Linked DNA regions of Sus scrofa: region 1 is linked to region 2. A link is a contact called in public HiChIP or PLAC-seq data. All regions are on one chromosome and are shown on one strand. The core of a region is the stretch at or near the end of the contact, and the rest is flanking DNA. Distances in the headings are between cores, read along the strand shown. Region 1 overlaps MTF1 (metal regulatory transcription factor 1). Region 2 has its middle 15 kb from the start of ZC3H12A.

What was found. HiChIP or PLAC-seq counts read pairs in DNA pulled down with a chosen protein or histone mark.
Region 1: an H3K27ac HiChIP or PLAC-seq map of alveolar macrophages shows a contact between it and region 2. The contact joins two enhancer-like sites. A contact is called at or near these places in 1 of 47 Hi-C or Micro-C datasets (liver) and 1 of 2 datasets of contacts at active chromatin or transcription factors (alveolar macrophages).

Annotation. Positions count from the first base shown.
Region 1 is chr6:93,876,724-93,883,662 of Sscrofa11.1, forward strand. It overlaps MTF1 (metal regulatory transcription factor 1), which reads right to left. Exons shown (of 11, transcript NM_001243544.1): 2 at 5,071-5,529. The coding sequence starts at 5,478. Among named protein-coding and RNA genes, the nearest start is that of MTF1, 4.2 kb to the right of the region's middle. Within about 2 kb of position 1,903, at least 16 of the 83 cell types and tissues checked have an H3K27ac peak or open chromatin away from gene starts, as enhancers often do. A contact at or near this core is called in alveolar macrophages and liver, where this site is marked.
Region 2 is chr6:93,522,891-93,529,880 of Sscrofa11.1, forward strand. No RefSeq gene overlaps it. Among named protein-coding and RNA genes, the nearest start is that of ZC3H12A, 15 kb to the right of the region's middle. Within about 2 kb of position 4,146, at least 57 of the 83 cell types and tissues checked have an H3K27ac peak or open chromatin away from gene starts, as enhancers often do. A contact at or near this core is called in alveolar macrophages and liver, where this site is marked.

The DNA of each region.
Region 1 (6,939 bases), core at 653-3,152, 350 kb after region 2:
TCAAGAAGGGCACAGATGCAAGAAAGTCTGGGAAACCATTAACTGCATGAACCAACTAAAGGAAGCAGAGCTGCTCAGAAACCCACAGTAGAAAGATATTAAAGAAGCAAAGCTTGGAGTTCCCGGTGTGGTGCAGTGGAAGCAAATCCAACTAGGAACCATGAGGTTGCAGGTTTGATCCCTAGCCTCGCTCAATGGGTCAAGGATCCGGCACTGCCGTGAGCTGTGGTGTAGGTCGCAGACGCAACTCGGATCTGGTGTTACTGTGGCTGTGGCATAGGCCAGCAGCTGTAGCTCCAATGAGACCCCCTAGCCTGGGAACCTCCATATGCCGTGGGTACAGCCCTAAAAAGCAAAAAAGAAAAAAAGCAGAGCTTGAGATACTGATTCTAGGGAGTTCCCTGCTGGCACAGTGGTTTAGGATCTGGCGTTGTCACTGCTGTGGCGTGAGTTTGATCCCTGGCCTGGCAAGTTCTATATGCTGCAGGTGCTGAGCAGAATGACAGGATTTGGATTTGAGTTTCCAAAGCTACCAAATCAACAGGCATGCAGTAGTAAAGCAGCAAGTACGAGAATAAGACATGTACAATGTGAATTAAAATGACCAGTACCCCTTGGAAGGAGAAGACAGTGCCTGTAGCAGGGTTCTGGCTGGTTTATTTTTGTTCAAGACAAGCATGGAGGGGGAAATGAATAGGTAAGCCAACCACACACTATAGAAAACAATGGAACAATCAAGGGTAAACAGGAAAATCAAGCTAAAATCTGACTCAGAAAATAAGCTGCTTAAGAAGCCAAGAAGACTAGTTATCAAATGATTTCATTTCTCCAGAGTAACACCTGGGCACAGAGATGGAGAAAAAGACCAAGGGTGTGGCGGGGGGTGGAAGGTGGGGGTGGGATGTAAAAGTATCATGAAGAGTGTTATCAGTCATAAACACTGGCTTCTTCAGGCCAATTAAATGGATTTAAATGCCACAGAATAAAACAACATTACTGTTAAAGCAAAGCTACATTAAGATATTGCTTCAGGAAGACAGTCTCCTGAATGCCTGGTCATTTAGCAAGATTTTCACAGACTGAAAGCCACTGCCGTTTCTCCCTTGATCCCCAACCAACCACATGCCTAGTGATTTCAAAAGTAGTTTCTAGAATCTTCCACGTAGGTCTCCTGTGAGGAATGGGAAAATATGGTGGGAGGAAAGTACAGTGAGCTCAATCCATGGTAGACTGAACCAGGTATTTATAATGCCCTTGACCTTGTCCTATTCAATGTGATGGGCCGCCCCCACACATATGGAGGTTCCCAGGCTAGGGGTCAAATCATAGTTAGAGCCACTGGCCTACACCACAGCCACAGCAACACAGGATCTGAGCTGTATCTGCGACCTACACCACAGCTCGGCAATGCCAGATCCTTAACCCACTGAGCAAGGCCAGGGATCAAACCTGCGTCCTCATGGATGCTGGTCAGATTCAATTTCTGCTGAGCCATAAGGGGAACTCCTCCACGTGACTATTAACGACCAGAAGACAGGACTGTTAAAGCAGGCTTGCCAGTAGGACGGAGTGGGAAAGTGACAGCTCATATCACTGATTGCATAATCACTCCTTCCCTACCATCTCCTCCTTTTCTGCCTACTTCAGCATTTCCCAAAATGTGTTCCACAGAATACTGATTGTGGAAATGAGACCTGAAAAATGGTTTCCCGAATTCAAAATATTTAGAGAATTCTCCCTTTCCTTCCTTCTTATTTATTATCAAAAGCTCCTGAAAAATCCCATACTAATAAACAAACCCCTGTCTTGATTCAACTTACTGTTTCCCAAGCATTTGCTCTTGGAACACTCTCTCATAGTAATCATTAACTGAGGATGGCAAAGTTAAGGCCCTAAGCCACGTTCAAATTTCCTTTGCTGAAAAATGATTCAATCCCCATGAGTTACTACTGCCTCATCACTCTCTTCCTTCAACTACCCTATTAAAAAAAATAAAAAATAAGAAGCTTGATGTTTCCTGCCTCCTGCTTCCTCACCACCCACTGGCTTCAGCCCCCAGTGCTCTAGTGAAAGTCCTCCCATGATGTGGTCAACTGCACAAACAGCACAACTAACAGCTTCTCTTGGGCTCCTCAATCCCTCTGCAGGGTCACAAAGGAATAGTCACACGTCTTGGATCTCTCTCCCCTCAGCTTCCACAACACTACTCCATCCATTCCTGGGACTGTGTGACCTCTGGTTCCTCTTTCTCTTTCTAACCCTTAGATTCTCAGAACAACTTTTACTTCTCCCTCAGGTAATTTGCCCACAGTTTGAACTACTGCCCTTTCATGGATTCACAGTTTTGTTTTCTTTTTTCATTTTTGGCTGCCCCGTGGCATACAGAGCTCCCGGGCCAGGGATCGGATCTGAGTTGCAGTTGGGACCTAAGCTGCAGTTGTGGCGCACCGGAGCTGTAAGCCACTGTGCGGGGCTGAGGATCAAACCCGGATCCCAGCATTCTCAAGACACTGCCGTTCCCGTTGTGCCACAGCAGGAGCTCCTGGATTCATAGTGCTAATCCCAAACCATGTCCTTGACTTCAGATCCACATTTCCAAAGGGCTTCTCAACTTGTTCACTTTACTTTTCTCCAGGGACTATACATCCGATATACTCCAACCAACTTGTCCATTTCCCCATCGAACTTTGGCTTCTTCCTGATTCCTATAAGGGAATCACCATACCCAGACAGTGAGGGGGACAGGCAAGTTGGCCGCTTTTTCCTCCGCACGCACAGGGCACTCTGAACATGCCTCCAAGCACCTATCACAGTGGACTGGAACTACTTAACTCACTACCTAGACTGGGAGCTCCACTGGTCATCCCTATGGTCCCTGTGCTAAGAAACAGAAGCAACTCAACACACTTGGAAAAACGGACAAATCCTTTGAATCAGACCCAATTCACGGCTCATTCTTCAAACTCAAGTTCTCTCACACTTCAACAAAAGCTCTGGTTCTTCCCATACTACACTTCATCAGACTCGAGTGAAACTCCAGACCAAAACTACAACTATCTCCTACCTGGGTAATCATGCCAGCACTGCTACCAGAGCTAGCTTTCTAAAATGCTACGCTACCCACATCAGTCTGTGGCTCAGACACCTTCAGTGGTTTCCTGCTAGTCCTAGAATACAGTCCAAACCCCTGAGCAGGCCGTCACTGCCTTCTGAGTCTGGACCTCTGCTACCCTTCCACCCTCCTCTTCTACAACTCCCTATAGTCTAGTCTAGAGGGAGTCCGGGTAGCCCACGAGCTGTTCTGTAAGTAAAATTTTATTGGAATAGAGCTAGCTGACATTTGGGACCAGACAATCATTTGTTGCAGAGGGCTGTCCTGTGCACTGCGGGATGTTTAACAGGCTCTTCGTGCTCTACCCACTAGATTCCAGGAGCACTTCCAGAGTGTGACAACCAAAAACGTCTCCAGACATTGCCAAGTATCTCCTGGGGGACAAAACTAGCCCCAGTGAAAAGACACTATTCTAGGGATTTCCAAGTGCAGGCTAACAGTAAGATATCATTGCTAATAAAATACAGATCATACAGTAATTGTAGGACAGTGTCCAGATTAAGAGATAAGAATTGCACGGTATTCAGTGCTAGCTGACTCACACTTGTGAGACCGTGCTCAATTACGAATTTTAAGGACTTTGGAAAACTGGAACGTGTACAATCAAAGGTGACCAGGCTGATGAGAAACTAGGGGAAAAACATCCCAAGATTAGAGACATTTAAGTAAATGGAGGTGTTTAGCCTGCACAGGAGAAGATGTAGAGAAGCCTCTGATCTTAACTACCTGATGGGTTGTCCTGGCGGAGGAAGGTTTAGCTCACTGTTCAGAGAGGAAGAACTAGAACCAGTGGGCAGTAGCTGCAGGAAGGCAGATTTTGGCTCCGCATGAGTAAGAGCTTTCTAACAATCAGAGCTGGCCAACAAATGTATTAGGCTGAACTGTGAAACACTGTGCTCTCATCATTATGAAAATATTCAAGCAGAGATCAGAGGAACTGGTGTCAGAGAGGCTATACAGCAATGCCTGTTGAGGTGGGAGGTAAGACAGCATGGTCTTGCTAGGGTTCCTTTCAGCTCTGAGATTCTAAGCCTAGCAAAGGAAAACACACATGCCATAAATCATAAAATTCTCCAGTTTCAAGACCTTAATTACAACAAAAGAGAAAAATATTTTGCTAAACAATGGCTGTTTGGAAAATCTTACATTTAGTCCCTGGCAATGCAATTAGCAGGGATCCGCTTTTTTCCAGCTGACTTGCAATTAGCCCTCAGATTAAACTACATTGTTAACTCCTGCTAATTATCACCACTAGTACAATTTGTACAACACTTTACAGTGTTCAAAGCATTGTAATAAGTGTTACCTTACTCACATTAGCTAAATATGAGCATGAAAGCTTATTTAGATAAGCTGCTCTCACTGACTGTCTCTCTTTTTTGGGGGGCGGAGGGTGGATGTGCCCACAGCATGTGGAAGTTCCAGGCTAGGGATCAAACCTGCACCACAGTAGTGATCGAAGCCACTTCAGTGACAATGCCAGCTCCTTAACCCTCTGTGCCACAAGGGAACTCCTGGTTTACTGTCTCTTGCCTCATTTTCTTACAAAAGAAAGCCAGCCTTCATTATCCATTAAGCGTTCACAAATAAAGCACATTCCAGCAAATACTCATCTCTCCAAAACAAATCATTTTCACACAACCCAGAGAGAGGCCAAGTTCTATTACTTTCACATCAGAAACATGGATTTACCAGAGTGAATTTTCTATTTTATTTATGATTTGGGGAGGACATTCTGAAAAAATGGTAATTTACTTTTCCCAAATTTCAATGTGGCCGTACACACCAAAAGTTCCAGAAAGCAGTCACAACAAGACGTGAGGCATATACAGTAAGGAAAGCCACTGCAGGTCCCAATTCCAGGGACCCCCTACACTCCCCAGCTGAAACTGCCAGAAAGACTCATGTAAAGACTTTCCCCAAAGCCAAACTGGGCCCTCACCCGCCGCTATACTTACTTCTTTGCGTTTCGTTTCTGGACATTCCGACTGCAGAGTGAGGGTTGCACCTTCGATATTTCTTGGCATGGGCGTGGAACCAGGGTTTATTGTTAAATGAATCTGATCTGGTGAAATGATGTGTTGCACGTAACCCTGGGACATTGCTTCATGATCTATTAGGTGAAAGCCCTCTTCACCCCCTACTAGAAAAGGCAAGTGTTCTCCACACTGTCCATCATCATCGTCATCCTCCAAAGTGCCAGGGTCCTGCTCAATGAGAACAGTTGTCCTATCATAAACAGTTCCAGATGAGGAAGGCACCAGTCCGTTCTTATCCACAAACCTGAGCATCTTGTCATCGGGGGTCAGCTCATCTTCCTCTGCCTCAAAATAGCTGATGCTGTTGTCTGGACTGTGTTCCCCCATGGTTCAATTGTGCTCAGCCCAATTGTGAGAAATGGAAAGGTAGTGACCTGTCTGCAATAGAACAAAGCCAAAGTTAGGAGTCATAGCACAGGACCAGGGACCTCCTCAGCAATCACAGGGCTTTTTTTCCTCTCATTTCAAGAGCAGGCCAAACATCTTGAAATGAAAAACATCTTCCTTGGGAATAATTTTTTTTTAAGTCTAAATTTAAACCCATCAAGTTATCTTGAAGAAAAAGAATGTCTTCTAAAAAAAATGGAAGGAGTTCCCTTGTGGCATGGCAGGTTAAGGATCTAGCAATGTCACTGCTGCGCCTCTGGTCACAGCTATGATGTAGGTTTGTTCCCTGCCCCGGGAACTTTCCACATACTGTGCAGCAAAAAAATAAATTAATTAAAAAAATTAAAAATGGGGAGTTCCCGTCGTGGCTCAGTGGTTAACGAATCCAACTAAGAACCATGAGGATGAGGGTTCGATCTCTGGCTTCATGCAGTGGGTTAAGGATCCGGCATTGCTGTGAGCTATGGTGTAGGTCGCAGACTTGGCTCCGATTCTGTGTTGCTATGGCTGTGGCGTAGGCCGGCGGCTACAGCTCCAATTAGACCCCTAGCCTGGGAACCTCCATATGCCATGGGTGCGGGCCTGGAAAAGACAAAAAAAAAAAAAAAAAAAGTTAATGGAAGGAATAAGTAGCAATTCATGAGACCTTCCAAATATGCCGTATTGCCAAACACTTTGAAGGTTGGTCAAAATACTTAAAGAGGGAGTTCCCCGGTGGCCTAACAGTTAAGGATTCAGTGTTGTCACTGCTGTGGCTCAGGTCTGATCCCTGCTCCAGTAACTTCCCCACGCTGTGGGTATGGCCACCGCCCCCCCCCAAAAAAAACTAAACAAAAAAACACCAAAAAACTTTAGGGGAAATAAGGGCAAAGTGCTTCAAGGCTGAGTTGCTATAAATCTTCAAGAAAGGACACTCCCCCCAAATATCCCCCAAATCAGACCATGAGACAGTAAGTCTAGGGTGGAATAGTCAGGGCTTTGGAGGCAGAGTCACCTACCCACAAATCCCAGCTCTACTACTTACTACTACTGGGGTAAATGTTCTGTGCCTCAGTTTTTCTCACAAGTAAGGTGAGACTGGTAATTCCTATTCTCAAGAAATTGTTGTTCAGAGTAAAAGAGATTATGTATGTCAAGGCACAATGTCTGACAACCTTGGAGGACTCAAGTGTGAATTTGTTCCCTCCTTCCAAGAACAGATGGGTAGAGGGGCTGATCCCTAATCAGGCATATCTAGTGAAGATCACTTTATATATTTCTCTCCTAAAACAATCTGGTGTCCACTAGTAACTATGCTTTATAGTGTCCTTTCTACAATGAGGGAATGATGAGTCTTATTTATAGTGACTCTTCTTTTACCTGCAAACACACAGGTTCTACAAATGTAGCTTTGGGAGACTG
Region 2 (6,990 bases), core at 2,896-5,395:
TTAGATTTAAAAACAGAGCAAGAAGCATTTAAAGAAAATGAATGAAAATGAGCTGCCGCGGAGGGCGGCGGGGAATCAGGCTCCACCTCTGCCCGCCTGCGCCCCCTGCAGGGAGACAGCGGAGCGGAAGGGAGAGTCAATGGACGCCGCCTGCCTGAGCCCCCAGAAGGCTGGAACGTGGACTCTCTCCATGTTCTAAAGCTTGGCTCACTGTCTGATGAGTTCCATTAGGAGGTCAGTAACATCTGCTTTGGCCACCAAAGCAGAATTCCAGCTTCTGTGTCCTAGAGGAAGGAGGCTGGAGGGACAAGACCACTGGGCCAGGAGCATCCTCCCCCTCAAGGATAAACTGCATGATGGTTAAGCCAACTGGGTGGTCCTGGCTCTACCATTTACCAGCTGTGTAATGGAGGGCCAGTGGCCTCAGTTTTCTCGGCCGTAAAATGGGAGTCATGATGTTTCTTAGTTTACAGGGTTGTTGAGAGGTTTAAAAAGGTTAATACCGGAGTTCCCATCATGGCACAGTGGTTAACGAATCCGACTAGGAACCATGAGGTTGCGGGTTCCATCCCTGCCCTTGCTCAGTGGGTTAAGGATCCGGCATTGCTGTGAGCTGTGGTGTAGGTTGCAGACGTGGCTCAGATCCCATGTTGCCGTGGCTCTGGAGTAGGCCAGCAGCTACAGCTCCGCTTCGACCCCTAGCCTGAGAACCTCCCTATGCCGTGGGCCCAAGAAATGGCAAAAAGACAAAAAAAAAAAAAAAAAAAAAAAAAAAAAAAAACAGCTACAAGAGACTGGGGTGATGGGATGGGGTGCGCAGAGGTCTGATGAAAGATTGAGGAACCCTCATTCCATGGCACAATTCTTGTGGGCCAAACCAGTTCATTAAATTTTTATCATAATCTTCCCAAGGAAAGCCAGACTCCCTGGATTTAAATCCCAACCCTACCACTCACCAGCTGCGTATTTCTTGGGCAAGAGTCTTCTGGGCCTCAGCCTCTCCATAAATATAATGGGAACAATAAGTAGATCAGCCACATGTTGTCATGGAGAGCTAATAAAACAAGCTCTGCTGCTGGAGTTCCCGTTGTGGCTCAGCAGTAATCGAATCTGACTAGCATCCATGAGGACGAAGGTTCGATCCCTGGCCTTGCTCAGTGGGTTAAGTACCCGGCGTTGTCATGACCTGTGGTGTAAGGTTGAAGACACGGCTCAGATCCTGCATTGCTGTGGCTGTGGCTGGCAGCTGCAGCTCCAATTTGACCCCTAGACTGGGAACCTCCATGTGCCACAGGTACGGTCCTAAAAAGCAAAAAACAAAGCAAAACCAACCAACAAACAAACAAACAAGCTCTGCTGAATGCCCAGCACCATTAACTGCCTAGTAACTGGCTGCTGTTCTGTGCCAGGTCTGGGGGGGTTCTGAGGCTGTGGAGGTGGAGACAGGGCTGGGCAGGTGGTACCATTAATAGTGACCTCACCTCTCTGTTCACAGCTGTTGCCATGGCATCCTTTTTGTTGTTGTTGTTGTTGTTGTCTTTTTGCCATCTCTTGGGCAGCTCCCATGGCATATGGAGTTTCCCAGGCTAAGGGTCTAATAGGAGCCATAGCCGCCGGCCACAGCCACAGCCACAGCAACGCGGGATCCGAGCCTTGTCTGCAATCTACACCACAGCTCATGGCAACGCTGGATCCTTAACCCACTAAGCAAGGGCAGGGATCGAACCCGCAACCTCATGGTTCCTAGTTGGATTCATTAACCACTACGGCCATGGTGTCATTATTAATAGCACTCCCTTTCATTCTCAAAAGTATCCTAAACTGGATGACTAATTATATGGTCATCCTGCTCCAAATCCCCCACTCCAATGAAGGTGCCTCAGAGCTTGCCCCTGAGGTTTGGGGGAAAGTTCCTGACCCCTTGACCTGCTTTCTGTCTGACTACAGAGTCCTAACCCTGAGCCCTAACCTCAAGCTTGGCTCCGACTCAAGAAGCTCGTTACCTCCAAAGCATGATAAAGAAACGGGGCGGGGAGAGGCCGGGGAAAGGCCAACGGTGGCCGGAAGATGCTGGGATTGGAGTCTGGGATTCCGGGAGCCACTGAGGGCAATTTACGCAACCCCTGATCCTTAACTTCCTCTTCTCTCTGGGGAAGTGGGGGTGGAGGGATTAGCCACAGCACTCTCTCCACCCGTGGTTGCAAAGATCATCTGGTGGTTCCATCAGGAGGTCAGTGACATCTGCTTCAGCCACCAAAGCAGAATTTCCAGGTCCTCTTCCTCAAGGTGACCAGAGATGGGGACAGAGAGAGCCGTAAAGGGGCACAGATGGGGAAGGGGTGGTCTGCCCGGTGCCCTGGCACGAAGAAGTCCTATCACTCAGAGCCTGTGTCCTGCAGACCCTGACCCGCTTCCCACAGTCCCCCAACACCTGCCCAGGCACCTCAGACCCCCTCAGATACCCATCATCCAGGCAGCAGCAATGGCTGTCCCCAAGCTTCATCCCTCCGTCTACAAGAGCTGCCTTCTCAGAGTTCCTGTCATGGCTCAGCAGAAACGAATCTGACTAGTATCCACGAGGACGCAGGTTCAATCCCTGGCCTCGCTCAGTGGGTTAAGGATCCAGCATTGCCCTGAGCTGTGGTGTAGGTCATAGACACACCTCGGATCCCATGTTCCTGTGACTGTGATATAGGCCAGTGGCTATGGCTCCGATTCAGCCCCTAGCCTGGGAACCTCCATGTGCTGCGGGTGTGGCCCTGAAAAAGCCATCAGTTGATAAAACCAGCAAATCAAGGGAGATGTCTGTATGGGGGTGGGAACCACAGAAGACAAGAGGGGGTGTCACAGTGGAGTGAGGAGGGGTCTGAGTGGGAATCTGGCTCAGGGTGTCAGAGCACAAATGGGGTGAGGGGGGATCCCCACATGGGGGAGCCAGTGTGGGTGTCAGAGCCCAATCAGGGTGAGCAGGGCAGCCACCGGGGGCTGGGGGGGGGCATCCTGGGAAATCAGAGACAAGGAGAGGGCCGGACTGGAAGTGGGGGACTGGAAGTGGGAGCCTAAGGCAGAGTCAGGAGGGGGTCTTAATGAAGGGAGGGGGTAACCCTGCCTGAGGAATCCGTCTGACAGGAGGGGGTTCAGAGCAAGGAGGGACGGCCCAGATCACCACCACTCAGGACTCCTTCTCCACCTGCCCAGGGCCTTTCTAAAGCCAAGGAGGGGAGCTCCCGTCGTGGCTCAGTAGTTAACGAATCCGACTAAGAACCATGACGTTGCGGGTTTGATCCCTAGCCTTGCTCAGTGGGTTAAGGATCCAGCGTTGCCTTGAGCTGTGGTGTAGGTTGCAGACGCAGCTCGGATCCTGCATTGCTGTGACTCTGGTGTAGGCCTGCAGCTACAGCTCTGATTAGACCCCTAGCCTAGGAACCTCCATATGCCAAGGGAGTGGCCCTAGAAAAGGCAAAAAGACTAAAGTAAAATAAAATAAAAAGCCAAGGAGGACCTGGAGCCATTCCCAAATCAACCGAAGTCATCAAACATGCACTGAGCACCAGTGACGTGCTGGGCAGCTCTCGGGGGTTGAGAGAGAGTCCGGATGGAGTCCAACAGCCTAGTGGGGACGACAGCCTGGATCCTGCCTTTATAGGATGGGTTGATGGGAGCACCTGCAGGCAAGGGGGCAGTGTGACCTCTCAGGGGGCATCAGGAACTGTTGTGAGAAGAGGCAAGCTGAGTGTTGAAGGAAGATGACTTTGCCAAGTGGGGTGGGATGGGGGCAGCAGTGGAATCGCCCTCTACCCATCCTTACCTGTCTATGTTCCACCCATTCCCAAAAGCCAGGGTTACCAGGAACCTCACGAGAGGCCTTTCCATCCTGGGACTCCAAAGACTACACCGTAGGCACCGCATCTCACCCCGCCCCATAGCCTCAGGGGCCACCTCACTTTTGTCCAAACCCCATTCCACCTGGGAGCTCGCCTTGATAGGAAGGTTTCCCCTGCCCCTTTCCTTTCTGAGATTCAGCATCTCTCATCATTGAGACGTTCTGTCTTGTGTTTAACTCCAGAAAGGACTTTTTTGGTTAAGATGTGGCAAAGGCGTCCCCGTGCCCCACCTCCCTGCGGTCACCAGCAGGGGGCGCCACAGCCCAGCCCACAGGCTGTGTTATCAGAGGCCCGGCGGTGCAGCGGAGGAACGAGGGAGGGTCTGGGTGCCCCGGGAGCGCCGGAGTGCGGTGCCGCACGGAAGCTGCTAGAGGAAGCAGGACCACCTGGTCGGAGGCGACACGCCCGCGCCCCGCGGCCGGGACAAGGGAAAGGGAGTGGCAATGGGTTCTGCCTAGTCATCGCCTGCGAAGGCTCGCGTCACCTCTGATGTCAGGGCTTCCAAGGGCTTCGTTCCAGTTCCGGGCTCCAGGAAAGGGCGTCGCGGGGCTCAGAGGTTACACAACTTCCCCCGGGGCCGCGTCGGAAGGGACCGACGGGGAGGGATTCGAACCCCTGTCGGTGGGCTCCTGCCTGGCAGCACAGGCTGCAGGTGGCCGGGCTCTAGATAAGCATTCTCCCCAAACCCACCATACAGCCTGGCCGGCCTTGGCCTGGCTTCCTTCTTTCTCATCTCTCAGATGGTCTTTCATGGTAAGCTCTCCTTGGAAACTTTATAATTTAAAAAAAAAAAAACAAAGCCTCCTGAATCCACAAATGTTTTTAAATGAATTCAGGTCCCAAATTCCTGGAGTAGGGTGGGGAGGCAGAAGATGATGGAAAGTCTTTCAGTGTGTCAAGGGCGCTGGAGCCCTCTCCCACCTCCCAAGCGCTTGCTGACGGGGACACAAGAGCCCTCGCGCATCTGGGGAAGTGTCTCCTTTTGAAAACGCACGGGTCCTTGTGCTCTGAGTGTTTTGAGTCCGGTCCATTATGAGAAATCTCCTTTTGAGGATGGACATATTCAAATCCAGATGCTGTTCTTCCAGAACAAAAAGCGCCCTCCAAACTCTGTGAAGAAAGAGGTTCTCATCCTTTGAAGGAATAACATCTCTTGATAAGCGGATTTTTTTCCCCCAGCCAAGAACGTGCTTTTCTGAATTTGCTAAAACTGGTTTAATAGCCTGTCCCTGTTCCACGTCTGATGCCAGGATGGCAGCAACAAGGTGGAATGTCACTGGCTGCTGGATTCAGTAGATGGAGTATGGCTTCACTAAGAAGAGGTTGGATTTTTAAAATATACACGGTTTATTTAGAAGGATTTCTTTTAATTCAAGACATACATTCTAATGGGACAAGTGTAAGATGAAATATGGATTATCAGAAAAACTTCCCAAATTGTACATTTCACTTTGCTGATTCAAAGACCTTTGGATAATTAAAAATAAATTAAAAGAAAAAAGAAGAGTTCCTGTCGTGGAGCAGCAGAAACAAATCCAACTAGGAACCATGAGGTTGCAGGTTCGATCCCTGGCCTTGCTCAGTGGGTTAAGGATCCAGCATTGCTGTGAGCTGTGGTGTAGGTCACAGATGAGGCTTGGATCCTGCGCTGCTGTGGCGTACGCCGGCAGCTGTAGCTCCAATTAGATCCCTAGCCTGGGAACCTCCATATGCCAGGGGTCCAGCCCTAGAAAGACAAAAGGCCAGAAAAAAAAGAAAGAAAGGAAAAAAAAGAACCCATGCCTTAAGATAATAAATATGTCTGGGAGTTCCCGTCGTGGCGCAGTGGTTAACGAATCCGACTAGGAACCATGAGGTTGCGGGTTCGGTCCCTGCCCTTGCTCAGTGGGTTAACGATCCGGCGTTGCCGTGAGCTGTGGTGTAGGTCGCAGACGCGGCTCGGATCATGCGTTGCTGTGCCTCTGGCGTAGGCTGGTGGCTACAGCTCCGATTCGACCCCTAGCCTGGGAACCTCCATATGCCGCGGGAGCGGCCCAAGAAATAGCAACAACAACAACAACAACAAAAGACAAAAAAAAAAAAAAAAAAAGAAAGAAAAAAAAAATATGTCTATCACCTTTTAAAAAAAATCCTCAAATAACAAATTTTCAGAAAAAAAGAATGTGAGTTCTCCTTGTGGCTCAGCAATAGCGAACCCGACTAGTAGACTAGTATCTATGAGGATGACGATTCGATGTCTGGCCTTGATCAGTGGGTTTAGGATCCAGCGTTGCTGTGGCTGTGGCATAGGCCAGCAGCTATAGCTCCCATTCGAATCCTAGCCTGGGAACTTCCATATGCCAAAGGTGTGGCCCTAAAAAGAAAAAAAAAAAAAAAAATTTAAGAATGACTGAAGAAAAGGGGTTTGCTGGCTCTGTAGAACTGGGGGCTTGGCGTCGGAACTTCAGGTAGGTTTTTATACAGAAAGAAAGCAATGTAGGAAGTTCCCATTGTGGCACAGCAGTAATGAACTTGACTAGCATCCATGGGGACTCAGGTTCAATCCCTGGCCTCACTCAGTGGATTAAGGATCCGGCGTTGCTGTGAGCTGTGGTGTAGGTTGCAGATGAGGCTCGGATCTCTTGTTGCTGAGGCTGTGGTGTAGGCTGGCAGCTATAGCTCTGATTCAACCCCTAACCTGGGAACTAACGTATGTTGCAGATGTGGCCCTAAAAAGAAAAAAAAAAAAAAGAAAGAAAGCAATGTATCTTACACACCTGAGTTATTCTGGGAGTCAGGCCCACTAAGCCCCAGAGCCAGATGATTTACCCACACGGCCTCAACCTGCGTCCCAACAGCCGAACAGCCGAACAGCCGTAGAAGATGAAGACGATGCTATTTTCAGAGGTTCACCTCTGGGGAAGTTAATGAGGCTTAATCTGCAAGTGAGAAGCCCTCCCAGATCCTACAGAACACTGCTTCACTTTACATTTGTAATTTTAAGAGCACCCATCTCAGACTGCAGAAACTCAGGCCCTACTGAACCTTCTCTTGTTTCCCCCATTTTATAGATGAAGAAAAATGTGGCACAGAGATGTCAAGTAAGTTACCCAAGGTGGCAGGGCTG